Regions from separate parts of the Sus scrofa genome. Here region 1 is linked to region 2. A link is a contact called in public Hi-C data. All regions are on one chromosome and are shown on one strand. The core of a region is the stretch at or near the end of the contact, and the rest is flanking DNA. Distances in the headings are between cores, read along the strand shown.

Evidence for each region. A called contact is a pair of places that touch in the nucleus more often than the background predicts.
Region 1: a Hi-C map of alveolar macrophages shows a contact between it and region 2, with 2.2 times the contacts expected there. The contact joins two enhancer-like sites. A contact is called at or near these places in 16 of 47 Hi-C or Micro-C datasets (alveolar macrophages, blood, embryonic fibroblasts and 10 more).

Annotation. Positions count from the first base shown.
Region 1 is chr6:92,404,437-92,410,058 of Sscrofa11.1, forward strand. THRAP3 (thyroid hormone receptor-associated protein 3) reads left to right here. Exons shown (of 12, transcript XM_021095929.1): 9 at 631-818; 10 at 3,756-3,951; 11 at 4,395-4,538. Among named protein-coding and RNA genes, the nearest start is that of SH3D21, 6.0 kb to the right of the region's middle. Within about 2 kb of position 3,010, at least 21 of the 83 cell types and tissues checked have an H3K27ac peak or open chromatin away from gene starts, as enhancers often do. A contact at or near this core is called in alveolar macrophages, where this site is marked.
Region 2 is chr6:92,252,410-92,258,022 of Sscrofa11.1, forward strand. The region is part of intron 2 of COL8A2 (collagen alpha-2(VIII) chain); the gene reads right to left. Among named protein-coding and RNA genes, the nearest start is that of ADPRHL2, 17 kb to the left of the region's middle. Within about 2 kb of position 1,287, at least 13 of the 83 cell types and tissues checked have an H3K27ac peak or open chromatin away from gene starts, as enhancers often do. A contact at or near this core is called in alveolar macrophages, where this site is marked.

The DNA.
Region 1 (5,622 bases), core at 1,760-4,259, 150 kb after region 2:
GCAAAAAAGATTTTTATTTTTCTCTTTCTTTTTTTAAAAAATAAACTTTGATGTTTCCACTTTATGAATTCTCCATTATGGTTTTTGATAATCCCTCTTTAGAAATTTCTCAATATAACTAACCATTTTGAGAGGCTGCCCAAGTCTCTTGTTGTCTGTCACTGGATTCCATACTCAAGAGATTCTGTGGAGGAGGAGAGGTCCTGGGGGGGCTGCCAAAGAGAAGGTAGGGGAAATAACAGCATTTCCACTCTCGGTGGTGACTGAGCCTGAACCAGCCTAACCGATACCTTCCAGAGCTGATTTTGGCTTTCTCAACTTGTCGGCTAGCCAGTCATTCCTGGGCCACGGAGGGAAACAGCAAAGTGAGCTGTGTGTATGCACAGGCGCCGCAGCATTTGCAGAAGGCTGTGGTCATTGTTTTAGAGAACGGGTTTGGGCTCTGAAGGGATCCTCATAAAATGACTCCTATGGAAGATCTCGTATCCCTGCCTAGCTCGGGTGAGGTGCCGCCTCGCGCTCCTGGTGCTTCCTCTGCACCACTCCATTGGAGTAGAAACCAGTTTGTGGGGTGGTTGAGTTGGTAGCCCTGAATCCCAAGAACTTTCATTTTGATGTCTCTTTTGGCAGGCTGAGGGAAAATACAAAGATGATCCCGTTGATCTCCGCCTTGATATTGAGCGTCGTAAAAAACATAAAGAGAGAGATCTTAAACGAGGTAAATCAAGAGAGTCAGTGGATTCCCGAGACTCAAGCCACTCGAGGGAACGCTCAGCTGAGAAAACGGAGAAAACTCATAAAGGATCAAAGAAACAGAAGTACGTCATCCATGAGCCCTTGTCTGTCACCTTATTCAGACTCCTGAGTGGCCTCTGTCTGCCCTCCATTAGGCTGTACTGCAGACCCTCCACGGCAGAGAACTTGGGTTAGAAACGGTAGCCACGTGTGCAGTTTCTTTGAACTGTCAAGTAAGGTCCCTGGATTAAAAGCAGAACTTTTGCACAAATGTAGGCATAATCCTTGTCCAAGGGAGGCCTCCCCACTCGGAGATGATGGGCAGTTGATTTGGCTCTAGGGACAGTGTGCAGAATCATTGGGAATTCTTTTTGCATTTATTTTGGACACGTTCTTTGTCATGTCCTTGCTCAGTACAGATCTTGGGGGGTTATGTTTTAGAAATGGCTCAAAGTTGTTGTCAGGTAATGACAGTGGTGGGAGAAACAGGGTGGAACTGGATAGGACAAGTTCGTTGATCTCAAATGCCTTTTAAACTAGTTTCACAGACACTTCCAAGAGAGGGATTGTTCCAAATATTCTTTTAACAAAGGTAGTACTGTTGCGCTTCATAAGGCGGCATTTATACCAAGGTCCTGTTGTTTCTACTTATGGTTTTTTTTTGTCTTTTTGCTATTTCTTGGGCCGCTCCCGAGGCATATGGAGGTTCCCAGGCTAGGGGTCGAATCGGAGTTGTAGATGCCGGCCTACGCCAGAGCCACAGCAATTCGGGATCCGAGCCACGTCTGCAACCTACACCACAGCTCACGGCAGCGCTGGATCGTTAACCCACTGAGCAAGGGCAGGGACCAAACCCGCAACCTCATGGTTCCTAGTCGGATTCGTTAACTACTGCGCCACGACGGGAACTCCATCTACTTAGGTTTTTGAATGTTTATGACTTTTCAGTCATGTCTCATTAAAGGTAACAGAGTTAGGAGTGGCTACAGCTCTGATTCGACCCCTAGCCTGGGAACCTCCATATGCCGTGGGAGCGGCCCAAGAAATGGCAAAAAGACAAAAAAAAAAAAAGGTAACAGAGTTAAAACCTCATGCCTTTCTGTAAGAAGCAACACCACTTCTGTTGTCTATGAACTTTAACTGGTAAGCACGTTCGTATTCATTGCCCTTTTTTGGGGGGGCCACACTGGCCCCATATGGAGGTTCCCAGGCTAGGGGTCCAATCACCACAGCCTACACCGCAGCCAACAGCGTGGGATCCAAGTTGCGTCTGTGACCTACACCACAGCTCACAGCAATGCCAGATCCTTAACCCCCTGAGAGAGGCCGGGATCCATCCCGCATCCTCATGGGTACTGGTCAGGTTTATTAACCGCTAAGCCATGACGGGAACTCCCTATTTTCTGATAATAGTCCTTTGAGATACGTTGGACAGTGAGTAGGCTACCTGATTTGCCCATTTGAAAGATAAAAAAGTAAGCCCAGGATGATTTGTCCAAGGTCACACTGTATCGACTGACATCAAACCTCAGATCTTCTGTTTGTCTCCCTTCCAGTCTGTTACTCATGCATGAACGAGCTCTAGCAGCTTTCGGGGCTCCCCACAGATGCAGGACTGATGATTCGCTGTAGGGAACGGAAGTGGGGGTACAGTAGTCGTCAGTGCTGCCCCTGGTGGAAAGGGAGCAGGAGCCCTCAGGCGTTTCAGGATTGGCCTTGGATCACTGATCCTTATTCTTTTCGCTTATTCCTTTCTGTCTGATTTGCTCTGTAACCTTGAACAAGTCTCTAGCAACCCTAGTGTTTTGTGATTGGGGCGAGAAGAAGAATGACAGTTGTGTCACTGTTCTCTTTGTATGTCACACTTGAGTTGATACAAGGACTCTTTCTCATATGCCTGAAGGGTGGCTCACCCAAGGTTACACAGCTAATAAAAGGCAGTGTTGGGACTTAAATCTGGGGTCTTTTGGAGTGTTATTTTTGAAAACTTCTTGAACTAGCAGTGAGTCAAACATTCGAGTTGTAAGAATCCTGTGGAAGTAACTTAGATTTTCCTTTTTTTATGAGTAAATGTTAGAGCCAGAAGGATTCAGATAATTAAGTATTTGATCATCTCAACTGTTTGGGGGTTGGGGTAGGAGGCGGGGGCCAGGGGCTTTTCATAATGGAGGAGGGTAATGATGTGTTACTGGCACTTGGCTGGCTCCTCCCTGTAAGGCCTCCTCTCCTCTTGGGAGCCTGGCCTTTCTGCCACCTTAGACGTAGTTGGTACCCTCCTCCACTACCACATGGCAGTACGTAGACTGTGACTCATCGTATTAGTGTGATTTGCCTAGTCTGTAATTTCCCCCAGATGAAGGGCAGGAAGGGAAATAACTCTGGGAAGAGTTTCACCAGATCCTCTGCTTAATGACACAATCTGTTTAAGCTCAGTGGAAGGTGGGAGGTGGTTTGCGGAGTAGTCGTATAATTAGAGCTAGGTGTGAATCCAGGTCTGCTCAGCTCTGTCACCTGAACATCCTGTCTATAAAATGGGGGAAATACTACTGAATAGTCCTAATTGCCATTTACTGAGTGCCTTCTACATCAGTGTAAAGTGTTTTAAGCACACTGTTTTTTAAATCTTTAGAGTAGCCTCACAAAACAGGTACCATTCTTCCTAGGAGAAATAAAACTAATATAAAGCCGAGACAGATGGTAATAGATAAAGCCTGTCCCAGTGCCACATACCCTGTGGCTCTACATACGCTGTTTGTTTCCTTCTGCCTTTCTGATTTGTGCTTGGGTATTAGACTGAACTACCAGAGGCCATGGACTGTGTTTTGTTCCTCCTCCTCTGTATTTCCCATGTTCATTCCAGGCTCAGACCTAGGCGTGTCCCTGGGTGGGAAAGTTGGGGGTGAGTTGTTGTTTCATCATAGACCTACTGCTGATTACACTGTGCTACTTCTCCGGGAGCCCCCAGCCAAGGACCCTACCCTAGAAGCTGACTGATTTCTCTGGCTCTTCTGTTTTCATAGGAAGCACCGGAGAGCACGAGACCGATCCAGGTCATCTTCCTCTTCTTCCCAGTCATCCCACTCCTACAAAGCAGAAGAGTACACTGAAGAGACCGAGGAGAGAGAGGAGAGTACCACCGGCTTTGACAAATCAAGACTGGGGACCAAAGACTTCGTGGGTCCAAGCGAGAGAGGAGGCAGAGCTCGAGGGACCTTTGTAAGCCCCTGTCCCCTCTCCCTTTCTCTCCGCCCTTACTTCCACCAGTTCCACTCATGTGCTAGAATACCTGTTTTGTTGCCCTTGATACAAGTAACCCAGTTTCTAAACCCTAGAATCCGTGGTTCCCCAATTCCCAGGCTTTCCATTTTCAGTTTTTTCTATTTATAATCACTTAGCCAGAAAGCCTCTTAGGGCTTCTGGTCTGAAGTTCACTTATCTCGACTCCATCCTGCTGTGTGTAGGGAGGCCCCGTACCATGTCGACTTCTGTCTAGGCTACAGACTTGAGAGGTACAGAAAGGGAATGGCTAGAAACCAGGTGACCAGCTGTCTATTTTGTGCCAGAAAAGTGTTTGAATAGAAAGCAAGGAGTTGTTTTTCTGCATTCCTTACATGGTCCCTTTGTCCTGTGTCCCCCCCACCCCTTGTTTATTGCCACAGCAATTTCGAGCCAGAGGGAGAGGCTGGGGCAGAGGTAACTACTCTGGTAACAACAACAACAGCAGCAACAACGATTTTCAGAAGAGAAACCGGGAGGAGGAGTGGGACCCTGAGTACACGCCCAAAAGCAAGAAGTATTACCTGGTATGTGTCTGGGGATAACCAGAAAGGGCCAAGGGGGCCTTTGGCACACACAGTAGCTGATACCGAGGCCTTGATTGGTCTCTTCAAAGCTGTGGTTAAAACGTGTGCAGGCACTGCACTGGCTACATAGGTGCTTGGAATAGTACAGTGTTGGCAGATGAGTGTTCCCCAGAGAGGCTGTCCTTGACCTTGAAAGTGTTATCTAAGATGTTTCTGGATTCCAGCATAAGCAGGAAAGGTTGCTCTTGCCTTTTTCATCTGTGAAGTTTTATTGCTTACTTTCCCTAACTCCAGCCTCCCTCCAGCCTTTACCCAAGATATCATTACTTTCCCCTGAGGCTGCAGCCCCTCCCTGTCACTCCTCAGCAGGAGATTGACAAGAAAGACTGCTCAGGATGTTTTTTTGAGGAAAGGGACCTGTCTCCAAAATGAAACACTGCTGGGGCTTCTCTTCTTCTAAGCTGTTGGTCATTCTCGGGTACTGGGCACCTTCTGAGCCTCTCCCTCTCAGGTTATGGCTCTTCTGAGGCTGAGTTACCTGGCCAATGAGTGAGCTCTCTTGGCCATACTGTGTCAGCAGTAGGCTCAGATCCAAGCAGATGTGACTTGGTGTTATAACCAAGGTAAACTTGGCAGCTGAGAGTCTCTCTTCACCTTTGAGGAGGACTGGCATGGAAACTGGAAGCTAGGAAACAGCTAAATCATTGTTCGTGGCTTCACTTTTCTAGGGCTTCTGGGAGCTACTTTGAGCCTCTCAGAGGAACCTTGAACCGCCATCCAGGGAAATGGCTGAGCTGGGATAGATACTGGAGTGGGGCTGTCTAGGGAAAGGATTAAAGGCCATACAAAGCCCATTTCCCTGCCCCTGTCTGCCACTGGAAGGAGCATTGCCAGCCTGATTCATTTAGGCTTGTGAACAAGCAGCTAGCCTTTTAGCTGAGCTAACCCGTTGGGCACCTAAGGATGGTTTAGACTCTTTGAAGCCATGGGGCTGACAAGTTAACAGTGACTTTTCAGAATGCTTCCTCATTCATTCTTTCATTAGATCCTGCCTTCTCTCTCATGAGATCATCAGAGCAGGGAT
Region 2 (5,613 bases), core at 37-2,536:
ACGGGTTTGATCCCTGACCTCGCTCAGTGGGTTAAGGATCCAGCATTGCTGTGACCTGTGGTGTAGGTCGCAGACGAGGCTTGGATCCCGCATTGCTGTGGCTGTGGTTGAAGCATAGGCCAGCAGCTACAGCTCCAACTGGATCCCTAGCCAGGGAACTTCCATATGCCGTGGGTGTGGCTCTAAAAAGACCAAAAAAATTTAAAAAAAAAGTGAAGTATTGATAAATGCCACAGTACAGATGCATCTTAAAAGCATAGTAAGTGAAGAAGCCAGTCACAAAATCATATTATATAATTCTATTTGTATGAAATGTTCAGAATAGGTAAATCTATAGAGATAGAAAAAAGATTATTGAGTGCCAAAGGCTGCAGGTGGTGGTGAAAACAGGGATGACTGCTAATGGGTTCAGTGTTCCTATTAGAGGTGGTCAAAATGTTCTAAATTGATTGTGGTGATAGTTGCACAATTCTGTGAATACCTTTAAAAAACATTTGTTTTGGAGTTCCCATGGTGGCTCAGCGGAAACAAACCTGACTAGCATCCATTAGGATTCAGGTTTGATCCCTGGCCTTGCTCAGTGAGTTAGGGATTCAGCATTGCTGTGAGCTGTGGTGTAGGTCGAAGATGTGGCTCCAATTTGGTGTTGCTGTGGCTGTGGTGTAGGCTAGCGGCTACAGCTCCCATTCAACTCCCAGCCTGGGAACCTCCATATGCCGCAGGTGCAGCCCTAAAAAGACAAAAAAAAAAAAAAGTACATTTTAAATGAGCCAACTGTATGCTATGTGAATTGTGTCTCAATAAAGTTTTGGTTTTTTTCTTTTTAGGGCCTCACCTGCAGCATGTGACATTCCCAGGCTAGGGGTCAAATGGAAGGTGAAGTTGCCTGCCTGTGCCACAGCCACCACAACACTGGATCCGAGCCATATCTGCCACCGGCATCACAGCTTGCAGCAATGCCAGATCCTTAACCCACTGATGGAGGCCAGGGATGGAGCCCACATCCTCATGGATACTAGTTGGGTTCTTAACCCTCTGGCCACGATGGGAACTCCTCAATAAAGTTTTGTGGGTTTTTTTGTTTGTTTTGTTTTTTTAATGCCAGGCTAACAATCTGCTTCTCAGGGCTGCTGTGATGATTAGAGAGATCATGTCTGCCTCAGGGGGGACACCCATCAATATCTGAAGAGGGGACTAAGCTGGCCTTTTGCACAGCCCAGGGAAGTCCCACTTCCCCTGCATCCCTGCCCTGGGCTCCCCTCATCCCGCCCAGGGCCTCTCCACGTCTGGCCACAAGAGGGGGCAGGATGGGGTGAGCACATCCAGGGATGCACGTGGGGCTGAGTGTGGAGCTGCAGGGCAGTGTTCCTGCAAACTCAGTATCACACAGGGCTTTGCTGGAATGAACACAGGGCTCCCAAGAATGTGGGTGATGCTGCCAACCCAGCTCTGCCATCAGCCCATCTGTAACCTTAGGCAGGCGGCTCAACCTCCCTGAGCCCCAGGGTAATAGTAACACCTGCCACCTACGGGCTCCCCAGTCACCAGGCGAGGCTTCACCAGCTTCGCCTCACTAATCTTCTCAGTGACCCCCCCCCCATCGGCTCATACAATTATCATCCCCTATTTTATAGGTGAAGCAACAGAAGCTTAGACTAAGGATCTTGCCCAGACCACCACTTGCCCTCGACACAGGCCCCCTGTTCTATCTGTACCAGGATTAAGGCTGCACCATATAGGCCTGGCCCTCAGCTACTGCTGATGGAAATTCTGGCCAGGCCCTGTTCTAATGTTCGAGATCCCCTCCACATTCAGCCCTCTTTTACAGACGAGGAAACCAGGGTGCAGTCAGGGCCTAAACTCAGGCACTCTGACTCTTGAGACCCAGCCCCTAACCACCACACCATGCAGCCTCTCTGGAGCTGGATAAGGGCCCTCCTACACTGGCCCCCTGAGCCGGGGGCTACTGGAGTGGAGGGTGGTGCTCACACATGCACAGAGCTAGAAGGTTCTGCCTGGTGGGTGGGCAGGGGCTGAGAGGAGCAGGAAGCAGGGAGAGGAGAGTGAGCAGTTCTGGCCCGGGTGGGCCAGAGGCCAAGATCATGGCACCACCACAGGAGGATTCAAGGCAGCCCTGACTCTGGGGAGCGCTGGTCCCCTTCCCATGCTGAGCTGAGGCTTTACTGGGTGTGGGAGTGATGGAGGGTGCAGGCCGCCCCAGGTTCAGCAGGGAGGGTAGGGGCGCAGGGCAGTGGGGCGGGGGAACACGACTGTGCAGGAGCACAGGCAGGGGGCGCCAGAGGAAGAGCCCCGGGCCCAGTCAGGAGCCCAGGCAAAGCCCCCTGCCAGCTCCCCGCCTTTCCTTCCTCCTTAGCAAGGTGGGTCTTCAGGAAGCATCCCTGAGTTTGCCCCCTCCCCGCACCCCCTGCACCGTGGACGTGGGGCAGGTCCCCGCAGGACCCCAGAGCAGGTGTTTCCTCTAGAGGGAGGAGTGTCGGAGTGAGGACAGCTCACACCACCGCCTAAGTGGGGCCCATTCCACGTGTGATGTCATTCCCGCAAGGTCCCCAGGGGAGTGGCCAGAGGCGGCAGCCAGGATCTGAGCGGCGGTCTGTGAAGAACCTGAGCTCTTAACGGGCAGGCACTGCCTGCCGTGGGGGAGGGAGGCTGGGGGAGCCTGCCAGAGCCCGAGCTAGACAGACAGAGGAGCAAAGCGAGAGCGTCGCTTCCAGCTCCAAGCTGCCTGTGGGTTTGAGGAGGGAAAAATTACTCCAGCTCATAGAGGGGAGGCAGCTGTGCCAGTCCGGGGGCGGGGGCGGCGTACTGGGGACTGAAGCCCGCCCACGGCCAGAGAGGGGGTGTGCTGAGCCTGTTGCAGGGGCTGCAGAGAACTGGCGGCCCTGAATGGTGCAACGTGGCAGCCCAGGTGGGAGGGACAGCCCCCCAACTCCAGCCACTGTCAGAGCCGAGGGTGTCCCGACACCTGGGAGCTCCCCGCTCTCCCCCTTCTGCTTCTCCATCTCCTAACTCTTACTCATTGGACATCCGGAAGGCCTATTGGCTGCCTCCCCAGGGCTCCCCCAGTGCCTGCAGGTCCCCCTCACAGCTCTCAGTTCCCCTCTTTGGCCCCCCACGCTAACCCTCACTCCGTGCACAGCGCAGGACTTGGCTGGCACACAGCGATGCCCCATAAATGTTTGTTGAACTCAAATTTGCTGTCAGATTTAAAGATCACCCCAATAGTCTCTCAGATTTTGCCCAGATATGTCACACGGCCCTAGGAGCCCCCTCCCCTCCTGGGAATGGGAAGAGGTGGGACATTCGCGTGGCCTACATCAAGGAACTTCAGCTAAGAACAGCCTGCACCGGGAATAAAGGCACAGGGGAGAGACTCTCACAGCCCATCCCTTCACTTGCTCTTGGCCGCTCCATAGGTGGGGGAGGGCCCCAAGGCTCAAGCCCGGCTCTGCTGTGTGATCCTGGGCAGGTCATCACCCTCTCTGGTGACCTCTTAGGAAGGAAGGCAGGAGCCTCGGCAGCTGGGAAGGGGCTGGGATGGCAGAGGCGTGGGGTGGGATCATGAGGAGACGCTGATTCAGGGGATGGAGTGGTGGCGGCAGCAGGGTGGACGCGGTGTTTGGACAGCTGCAAGCCCTTAAAGGGGATTTCCCCCCTTTTCAACAAATCCCCGTAAAACAGTATTTTGTCCAAGTCAGCGCTTTGTGGCAGCCTGGGCCTCCTCCCAGGGCGGCCGAGGAGGCTGGCTGGGAGCGGGTAGTGCTCCAGGGTCTTTCAGACCAATGAGGGGGTGGCGGGGGCGGGGGTGGGGGTGGGAGGGGACTGGACTCCAGCAGGAAGAAGTGGCCTGAAGGCAGACCCCTTTCCCCCTGGACAGGGCTTCGGGAGGGAAAGGGGCATCAGCAACAGAGACCCCTCCCCACCCATCCCTTCCCAAAGCTCCCCCCGCCCCCGTCCCTTCCCAAAGGCCCCCCCCCCGCGTCCCTTCCCAAAGCCCCCCCCCCCCCCGCCCCCCGCCCCTGAGTCCCAGGGCCAATCTGCAGAGGGGGCCCAGGTGATCTTATGGAATTTAAGGGCCTGCCCACGCCCCACTTCTCACGTGAGCTATCAGAGGTCCGCTTCAAAAGGGGAGCCTGAGGGCAGGGCACTCGGAGTGGACCTTGCAGGGGTGTGGCTAGCGTGGCCCTGGCAGCCCCCTCCCCCTCCGGGGTGGGTGGATGGAACTCAGCTCTGCGCAGGCTCCTGCTGCCCCAAGCCCCCCACCCCAGTAAGACGGCTGCAGCTGAGGGAGCCGTGGGGAGTTCAGGCAGCCCCGGGGCCTGGCCAAACCACAGGTATGTTATGAGACGCTTCCTGTTGTGGAGACATTTCTGCGGGATCGGCTGCCCCCCTCGCTCCGGCTGCCCCCCTCGCTCCCCCGTGTCTCCTGTCTCCTCCCTCGCGGCCTCTCTCTGTGCCCTCCTTGGGTTTCTGGCCCTGACTCATTTCTGTCTCTTTCCCTCTCCAGTCTGGGTCTCTGCCACTTCATCAGGTGAGCAGCACTTCTTGCTCAGGCTCTATCGGGGGTCCAGCCCTGGGGGGCCCTACGGCCCCCTGGTCCCGGAAGCCCCTGAACTCACATTCCAGCACAGCTACTGGTGATCTTGGGCGAGTGACTTAACCCCTCTGACCCTCAGTGTCCTCATTTGTGAAAGGGTTACCTGAGATGGTGTGAGCCATCAGCCCCTCCATGCTGCCCTGTTCTGCTACCCTGATAGCCAGAAAGTCCTCCCTCCAGTCTAACCTCAGTTCCTCCTGCTGTAAAGCAACATCTCCTCCCACCCTTAAAACCGCAGGTGACTTGCTGCCAATGACCAGGACCTTATGAAGTTGCCTAAAATCAATTCTCTGGGCTTTAGGCCTTTTCCCTGACTGCTCCTGAGAGGACACCAACCAGGAGTCACACAGCCTGCTCAGGACGAGGATGGAGGGGAGAGAGGAACTGCCCTCCCTACCCCTGGACCTGATGCCCAGCCCCACGGCCCAGGCAGGTGGCTCCAGACTTGCCCAGAGTTCCAAGCCCCCTCTCCCCCACCCCCTCCCCAGCTTTTGGAAATCAGAGAACCCTCTCCCATCCCCACTTCCTGAGTCTCAGATGAGGGGGATCCTATCTCCCAGTCAAGGCCTGGCCCCTCCACACCTCTTCCTCTGCCTTGGGGGCCTCTCATCCGTGGATGCCTCCCTCCAGTCTGCAGCCTCTCCGTCCTGTGTCCACACCGGCCTAACCCCGCCCCACCACTGCCATCTCTCTGGAGCCCTCCTCCGCCAAGCTTCTTGAAAGAACTGCCTCTCCCCCACCCTCTCACCTCGTGCTTCCTCCTGGCCAGCACTGACTCCCGCCGGCAACTTGGCTTTCCTCCTCCCTGGAAAGGCTCCTCCGCAGATTCTTCTCTGCTCCTTCTCTCTGCCCCACTCTGCAGACCCAGGCTTGCCCCAGGGAGCTGGCTCAGGCCTCTGCTTCTCTCTGGATGTTTCTCCTACAGTTTCCAGCTCTCCTCAGCTCCCACAGTTCCAATCCCATTACCAAGGACTCTCACATCTGTTTCCAGCTACCTC